Linked DNA regions of Mus musculus: region 2 is linked to region 1. Evidence: chromatin contacts called from public HiChIP or PLAC-seq data. All regions are on one chromosome and are shown on one strand. The core of a region is the stretch at or near the end of the contact, and the rest is flanking DNA. Distances in the headings are between cores, read along the strand shown.

Region 1 (4,296 bases), core at 1,092-3,591:
AACTAAGCAAAGAACGTTACTGATAAGCTGTAGAGACATGTCACTCACAAAAGAGGAAGAAGAGGAAGTAAGTATGCTCTGGCGGTCAAGAGTAAATATGGTGCTGAGAAACACACACTTCAGTTTTTAGACTTCCACTGAAGCATCCCTAAGTATGGAGGAATGTGGCCTTTCACGTCCTGAGTTAAGCTTGTGTGTCTCTAAGAGGCCACCATAAGCATTGGACACTCTTGAGAAGTGACATTTAATACAACCTTCATGGAAATTGAGTTTCTAGGAGTCGGAATCTGAGGCAATTGCTCTGAAGCTAACAGATTGTGGAGCGGTGGGAGGAGCATGAGGGAGAGCAGAAGAGGTCAGGGGAAGCTGCACCAGGCACCCCTGAGTCAGAGTGGACTTTGCAGCATCAGAGTCGGTTGCCTAGGTGAATAGGAAGTCTTTAAAAGGGACATTTAGTGATGTCTGAATGGCCAACTGAAAGGGTGAGTGGGATGTGTGGGAGGGATTTATCCTAAGATGTTTTCCTCCACACTTATCAAAGTCTGTTCCACATGGAAATGCTTCTTTTATATTCTAGGAGGGCAATGTGGAAGCCACAAAGCAAAGTCACCAGAAAAGGTGAGGTATGACTTTGTGTCTAGAGTGGTGGAAGGGCCTTGAGACTTTCAAAAGATCTGGAGACAGGTGCCACTCAGTGGCTCTGAGACTACTCACACAGATATCTAATACAACCAGAAAGAAAAATTAATCCCAGTAAGATATTCCATGTCCCATCATGGCTTTGCACCTCCAGTAGCATCCACTCATACCCCTGGGAGATCTGAAGGCCAGAGGGAAACTCAACTTGATTAGAAGCATTTGAAGTATCCTAAGGGTAAATTGGACCAGTGAAGAGGTTCCACTGAAGGATAATTGGTCTGGATTTGCAGAAGAGATAAAAAATGAAAATATAGTGGCTGTTGACTCCTAACTATGGCACAATTGGAAAGCAGGAGGTAAGATATTCCTGCAGGGTGTTAAGATATGTAAGTAACAGGTCTTTAGGTCACTTGTTCAATTATTTATATATCTGACTGGCTCTTACAAGGAGTCATATTATAAATTATTTTTAATACTTCACTAGTAAAATGATATAAGTCATTGAATTCACAAAAAGAGAAAATGCATTAAGTATTTAGATATTTTAGAAGGGTCACTTAATTATGCTCAAAACTTCTGAAAGTTTTACAATGGCTTCAGTGGATAGTAGTTTCATTCCTAGACAGGAAATATCAGTCATCTAATCATGGTCAGACCAACATCAAATACTATAAAAGAAAAAAAACCCAAGAAATTCTCCAAGAAAAGACATCTTTAAAACGTGTAACATGTGCGTAATACACACACACACACACACACACACAATGTTTGTGCATCTATCGTAGCCACTAGCATCATGGGTGAAGAAAAGGCATCATGCAACGTCACTCATTTGTGAGGCTCAGAGGCAAATCCCAGGGCTAAATCTATCCTCATCTTCCCCTCTCCCAGTGCCTCTGGTTCTCCAACCACAAATCAAATACCTCTCAGCATCACCTCGACATATGTGTCCATCCCTTTAATGAATAAGCAAATTATTGTCTTATTAACATTGTTGGTGAGCCACGCATACTTGAGCAGCTGAGCCAAGATGATTGCAAATTTAAGCTTGATGTGGACTGCATAACAGCATCCCATCTCAAATATATATTTGTGTGTTTATTTTTATGTGTATTGTGTATTTATATATTCATATATACATACATGTTATGCTGCTAATAATGACAGTTTAGATACTCATAAAGAAAGTCTTAGGCACTGAGCAAAGCTAGAAATATAAATGTTGACAGCAGCACTTTGTTCCTTCTATGGGAAAATTCTAAACACCTGTTCTACCTGCCCCCATACTAGGCACTGTATGTACCTAAGGTGATGCCTGCCTATGTCACAGTACATGGAACCCACTAATGAAGCAGTCCAATAAAGTAGCAGAGTTTAAGTGTCAAGCCAGGTGTTATGACAGGATAAACTGTGCTGGGGTGCAGAATTGTCTGAAGATGGCTTCCACACCTCCAATCAGTGACATTTACACTGTAGTCTTAAAAGAAAAAAATGACTTGGAAGTAGGAGAGAGGGGCACAGTGGAATGTTCCTGATAAAGCAGAGTATAGCATGACTTCCTAAAGGAACTGAGAGAATGTACAGTCAGCCACATAGGGGAGGTCTCTAAAATGTTAAGTGATTAGATTTTATTGTAAGAAGAAGGGGAGCTTACTGAGCAGTTTTTAAAAGGAAGTAATATGATAAGAGCCCTAGAAAGAGGAACCTGGGCACTGTTGGAAAGTAGAAGCGAGACCCAGGCAAGACAGACTGACAGCCAGGAACAAACCACAAGATGGAAGTCAAAATTTCTGGGGAAAAAACAAGTGAATTTTGTGAGTTCTGCGGGAACAGGGAAGACCCACAGCTGAGTGGCAGGGTTTCTGAACTGCATCTCCTGTCATATGATGGTGGTGTGTCTCATCATCATAGTCAAGGCAAGCAGATTATTTAGGGAGCAGAAGATAGAGGAAAGCAAATAGTGATCAAAATCTAAGATGTGCCAAATTTGATATTCCCGTTTTTGCAAGTAGAGGTGACCAAGGTAAGGCTAGTCCTAAGAGTCGTGATGGCAGTGGAGTGAAATCTAAACTCACTGAATGATCTACATATGTAAGATATGTATATGTGTGTGTGTGTGTGTGTGTGTGTGTGTGTTAATATGTATAGTGCTGTAATCAAAGCAATGGATCTGAATGAGGCTAGAGAATAGGGTTTGAAACTATAGTGAATAAATAGAGTCAGCAATCTAATAGTTCTATTGGGGGGAAATGTTAATGGTGTCTGGCGAAATACCTAGTCCTAAAATCATTATGCTCAAGTTTTTTCTGGTCAGACCAGGCTATGCATCAGACAATCTATTGGACAACATGACAGAAGCCTCACAAAAGGGATCAGGAATGAAAAGCCCAAAGACCAAGGTGAATCCAAGGGCTCTCAAAGCAAATGCGAGTGTTCAGTTATTAGAAAATCGGTCACATAAAGCTGAATTGAGAAGACTATGTATTTATGTAATCAACAGGCAATAGTAAGGCTGTGAAGGTCAGTATGTTCCTCACCACACAGGGGTTTTTCTGGGGTTGCAGAAGGCCTAGGAGGATTTGGTAGAGACAATGACAAGTTCAGACAGAGAGAAAAGAGAGTATGCCTTTAAGGTACTTTCCAGCCTTACATCTGTGATTCAGCGTGATATGTGTGAGAAACATCAGTAAGGCCAAATTACTTCCGTGGATTCCCTGAAAGATGGCATGGCACTTCTGAGTTCTTAGTGCATATACAATTTTGAGATGTAGCTGACAACCCACCCAACTGTCCCGAGTTTCCTCCCTGGAAGATCAAGACATGGCACACTATTTGCTGAGGTCCCTAAAGCTAACAGCCCATACACCTAGTAAGTATCCTTGAGTAGAATTTCTAATCACAAATTACCCATATACCTCAGCTCAGCAAATGTATCACATGCCTATCTGGTGGGCTGAAAGAACTTTTCAAAAAGGAATGAGGACTTCAGAGGAAGACAAAGAAAATGAGTCCTGCCTGGCTGTGCAAGTTGAAAAAGGTAGATCAAACCAATTCTGAGTCATGGATAAGCCATATTGAATCACTGCGTGTGTAATGGACTTTCTATTCCTTAAATGCTCACACGGGATAAGGAGCGTCTAGAAGGAAGGGGTGTGGACACAATGCCCTTCCCATGCCTCAAAACAAAAATTATGTTGGTTGTACACTGCTGGGCCTGTCAGTGATATCTGCTCACATCTCCCTTGCTCAACAGTACATTTGTATGTGGAATTTTAAACTGTGTCCTCCTTGTATTTATTTTTTTAAATTTTGTCTTCAGGGTGACAATGTGAGTCACCTTGCTTTTTGGTGATCGGTTCAGGGGAAGCTGAATTCCCAGATGCTGGGTTAGTCCCTTTGTGATTGAATACTCATAAAATTATGCCAACCAGGTGGTGAGTCCTGAGAAGTTTTGCTGCACTTGCTTGGTTGGCTATCTCTTAAGGTAAGAACTTGACCCTGTAGCTAGCTCAATGAGGTAGGTAGCAGTAGGAAATAAACAGACCCCTGGGTCATTCTCTCTATCGACTTCTCCTAAGACAACAGTGCTAGGGATTTCCTGCATCACTGAATAGGTGACGAACAGTCTTCTCAATAAGGCTTTAATAAATAACCCAA
Region 2 (4,508 bases), core at 356-2,855, 550 kb after region 1:
GACTTTCAAGCCCTGCAAATCTGATACCTGCAAAATTCTGTTCTGCTCACACGATGCTTCCTGTTCAAAAGTCACCAGGTGGGTAGGGAGACGAATGTCCATATTTAAGGTATTCCTAGCCAATTCAAAGGTAACACAACAGGCTCTGTCTAATGGAACGCTCTTAAAGTGCCTCTCCACATATATCATATATCATTTCAAAAATGAATATAGGCATCAGGAAAACAGCAAACACTGAACTTCTAAAGCTCAGGATAGGCCCCAGGGAACTGGGGTAATTCCTCTTAAATACGTTGTCAGTGGTTAAGAAAAAATATACAATGATGTCACCCTAAGAGCGAGACTGTCATAGAGAAGCTGAGGAGCACTACCCCATCTAGTTTGCAACCAATTCAATTCAGCCGGTTTCAACAGACTGGTCCAAATCACTGCCTCAAGTATTTCCACACAAAAGCCAGAAAGACATTTTCCCTTTTCTGACTTCATGTCAGAAAGCATGTGTTCACTGCTTTCTACCGTGGCAGGATGGAGAGGTGGAGGGTGTTTTAACAAATTACTGGCATTATTTTCAACTTCAGTTTTTACAGAATAAGCCATAGGAAAATAAATGTTTGCCTTCACATAGCCCCACGTGACAAGGACAGCCGAGCACAATCTGCCCCTATCCTACTGCCTTACAACTTAAGATCTTATGGATTAACGTCGACTAAATTCTCTACAGACACAGATGACAGATCCAACCTTCAGCCCTCGGGTTTTCTTCTACAAAAAAAGCACTGCATTCGGTGGAGGGGGGGTGTCATTTTGTGGCCTAGCGCCTGCCTGGAGACTGCACGAGGCCCTGGGTTGCGTTCCCAGTTTTGCCAAATTCAGATTTATATTTCAGTAATTTAATTATATCGTAAGTGAATTATAGTAAAATGAAGGCCACTACACACTGAGTTTGTGTTTTTAAAAAAATGAATAAATAAACCAGCCTGCACGGCCCACAACCATCACCGGGTGGGTGGAGGAGACCAAGTCCTCCTTTTTCGAAAGCCAATCAAGAGGAACACAATGGGTTCGGTGAGCTCTAACACTTTGGAAGCCACCACCGCACACGCGGCCCTCACCGGGGCTCGGAACCGGGCCGGGAGGGGAAAGGACCGATGATGTCATCCCTGGGTCCTCCCCGAGGATGAGGCTAGCCTCGGGCCTTTTAAAGGGGACCGTTTTTCCGCGCGCCCGAGGCCGGGGCCGCCAGCACCGCACCTGCTCCCGCCCCGGGGCCGCCCGCGCCTCCCGCCCTGCCCGGCCGCCCTCCCGCCCGGCCGCCCGGGGGAGACAATACATTTTAACGCCGTTGGCGCTGCTGCGCGGCGGTTTCTCGGGCTCGCCGGGGTGCGTGTCTCGCCGCGGCTCAGCCGGTTGCTGCTGCGAGCCGTCGTCACCCGCGGCCGCCTCGGACTTGTCGGCATCGGCCATCCCGCCGCGGGCTCCGCCTCGGCCGCGATGAGGGCTCCGAGCGCTACAATGGCGGCGGCCGGAGAAGCGGTAACGGATCGCGATTTGAAAAGGCCCCGAGCGCTCGGCGGCCGGGATCTCGCGAGAGCGGACGAGGCCCCGCGACTTGGGGAGTGAGTGGGGGCGGGGCTCCGGCGCGGCCACCTGCGGAGGGAGCGCGGGCTGCCTGGGGGGGCAGAGATGGGGGTCCTCGGGGACGGGGCCTTTGGATGAGAGGACTATGGCAGCTCCATCTCTGCGGGTGGATGCTCTACGAACCCGCCAGCGAGCACCGGTAGCTGAGGACAAGTTGACCACTTTCTTTGAGGGCTGAAGATTTTTGTAGACCTTAGCAATCAGCTAAGAGGTCGAAGTTTTTACATTCTCGGGGCAGCTATCGATTTGGACAGTCCATCATTTTCTTAAGAAAACCTGTACAAGGGGGCTGGAGGAGTTCAGCAGTTAGGATGACTTGCTGCTCTTGCCAAGGACCTGGGTTCGGTTCCCAGCACCCACATACAGGAGCTCCAACGACCTCTTCTGACTCCATAGGCGCTGGTATGTCTGTGGTGCACAGATATACATGCAGGCAAACCACACGCACACATGGAAAAAACAAATTGTTTTAAAAGAAGTCTTATACAAGACTAGCTACAAATGCATATTTTGGTTTGGATTATAGATTTTACCCCTAAATACTAAAGATTCATAAACCTGAGTGTCATGATTACACTTCACACTAAAATGGCCTTTTTCAGTTGAAAAAAAAAGCTAAGACCTCCTCAAATGTTTCCTTCTTTAAAAAAAAAGTGAACAGCATAAGGCAGACACAGTTTATTAGAGATGAGAGTCATCTACAAAATTCTGAGTTTGGCGTTCTACCCACATAGTGTCCTAAACACAACAGATACTTTTGTGTTTCTGTACTGTCACCCCTGGGGCCTAATGGTTGCAGTTAGCAGACAGGTGCTGGAATCTGGCAGAGAAAATTAGGCTTTCTCCTCGGCTGAGGCATTTCAGTTCTCCACTTCTCTTCAGGTAAAGACAGCAGTTCCTTCCCTGCAAGGTAGAGATTTAAAGAAAACACTTCATCTAGGGCCAAGTGCTACAGTATCGCAGTCTATCTCTTAAGGCTCCCATGGGGTTTCAATCAAGGAGAAACCAGATTAACCCACCCCACCCCACCTCAACCCTAGATTTCAAAGTATTCACTATTCCATGTATTCTTTTGTTACCATTGAATTTCTCCAAGGAACTCCATCTGACAGTCCTGGACTAGTAGATTCCTGCAAAAACCTTTTTCACATTTCAACACTTTTCAAGAGTTCATCGTGACCAAACCATAATAGAAGGTTCGGAAGGGACACTAGAGCTCTGCTGGAGGAGGACTTTGGGAAACAGCACTATTCAAGAGCTGTAATCGAGCTAAAAGCACAATTTAATTAAACACACACATGAGACTTACCCATACTCCAGAGTATGCCAATTTAAATATCCCATTAAAAGAGCTATTCTTAATGACTGAGCTTTGGGGGGCAGTGTCTTGGAATTTCCAACCCCAATAAGCCTATCTTAAAAAAAAAAAAAAAAACCACGTAATCCAGTTATTATAAGTATAAGATATAAGCCTAGATTGGGCAGATCTAACACTATACTAACATTCCCCAGCTATAAGACCCCTTGCTACTTGTGGTTTCTCCTGGCCACGTGGTTCTGCTCCAACATGGCTATTGTCCTCACTGTCTTCCTTCCTCCTCTCGTCCTCCCTCTTCCCTACTTGTGCCCATTCTCAGAGATCTCCCGTTCTTCCTATCCCACCACTGCCCAAAAAACGGGCTCTCGCCTTTATTGACCAGTTAAAATGGGAAGGTTCGCAGGACTTCACCTGCTGCGACTGCTCTAGGGGGCAACCCCTCTGGAGGAAGCAGAATTAACATCAGAATACAAACAGCACCAGGACAACCCACAACCAAGCAGGATTTAAACTGTGAGCCTAAGATAAATGGCTCTCTGCCTACCCTTTAGCCCCAATCTTGTGAATTCATAAAGAGCTAAGGGTTATCATAACTGAGGATCACTGAGGGGCTCCTAGAAGAGATGAACCTTTCCTTCTCCATGCTGTTGACAGCATACTTAAGGGTAGCGAAATCGACAAAGGAGAATTTAATTCCCTCACTGGGAATTTTTTTTTTCCCAGTTTATGTGTGCACATTGAAAAACTCTTAGGTAACAGATGTTGAAGTGGCCCCCACCCTCCCCCATGGTTCCTACTGCAAAATCGTTATCCTCCACAATTACACAAAATATATATTTTAGTGCTTTGAACACGTGGACCCCACTTAGAACCTCGTTGGCAGTGCTGCCTTGGGAGGCTTAGGAGATGTACTTGTTCCTTGTTGGAGGAAGTACGTCACTAGGGGTAGGCTTTGAGAGTTTAAAGATGCATGCCATTCCCAGTTCACTTTGTATGAACACAATCAAGTGTGTCTCTGCTTCCTGTAAGATAAACGCTCTCAGTTTGCTGCTCCAAATGCCAGCTGCCTGCTGCCATGCCTCCCCAGCATGACTGTGCCTATCCCTCTGCAACTGTAAAACCAAAGAAACTCTTCTGTCAGTTGCCTTGGTCATGGTGATTTATCACAGCAATAGAAAATAAACTAATACAATATTGCTGGAAGAAAGTCAAAGGACCACTTACTTTTCTTTTTAAAAATTGGAATGTCTAGCCGGGCGTGGTGGTGCACACCTTTAATCCCAGCACTTGGGAGGCAGAGGCAGGTGGATTTCTGAGTTTGAGGCCAGCCTGGTCTACAGAGTGAGTTCCAGGACAGCCAGGACTACATAGAGAAACCCTGTCTTGAAAAACAAAACAAAACAAAACAAAACAAAACAAAACAAAACAAAAAAATGGAATGTATATTTGCATGTATGTGTGAGAAAGGGAAGGAAGCCTTCTTACATATTAGAAATGTAACTCCAAAATCCGGTCTTTTCTGTTAATAGCTTAACACCACCTTATCATACTG

The links. HiChIP or PLAC-seq counts read pairs in DNA pulled down with a chosen protein or histone mark.
Region 2: a contact with region 1 is called in an H3K4me3 HiChIP or PLAC-seq map of bone marrow-derived macrophages, with 4 times the contacts expected there. The contact joins the promoter of Myef2 here to the enhancer-like site in region 1. A contact is called at or near these places in 8 of 39 promoter capture datasets (the 3T3-L1 cell line, 3T3-L1-derived adipocytes, the C10 cell line and 5 more), 2 of 115 datasets of contacts at active chromatin or transcription factors (bone marrow-derived macrophages and large pre-B cells) and 1 of 9 other capture datasets (liver).

Annotation. Positions count from the first base shown.
Region 1 is chr2:124,573,885-124,578,180 of GRCm38.p6, forward strand. It overlaps a transcript of Sema6d not described here. Among named protein-coding and RNA genes, the nearest start is that of Sema6d, 78 kb to the right of the region's middle. Within about 2 kb of position 2,342, at least 9 of the 459 cell types and tissues checked have an H3K27ac peak or open chromatin away from gene starts, as enhancers often do. A contact at or near this core is called in bone marrow-derived macrophages, where this site is marked.
Region 2 is chr2:125,122,055-125,126,562 of GRCm38.p6, forward strand. It overlaps Myef2 (myelin basic protein expression factor 2, repressor), which reads right to left and starts at 1,606. Exons shown (of 16, transcript NM_010852.2): 1 at 1,331-1,606. The coding sequence starts at 1,464. It overlaps Gm46759 (a long non-coding RNA gene), which reads left to right and starts at 1,590. Exons shown (of 2, transcript XR_001783448.2): 1 at 1,590-2,040; 2 at 2,735-4,163.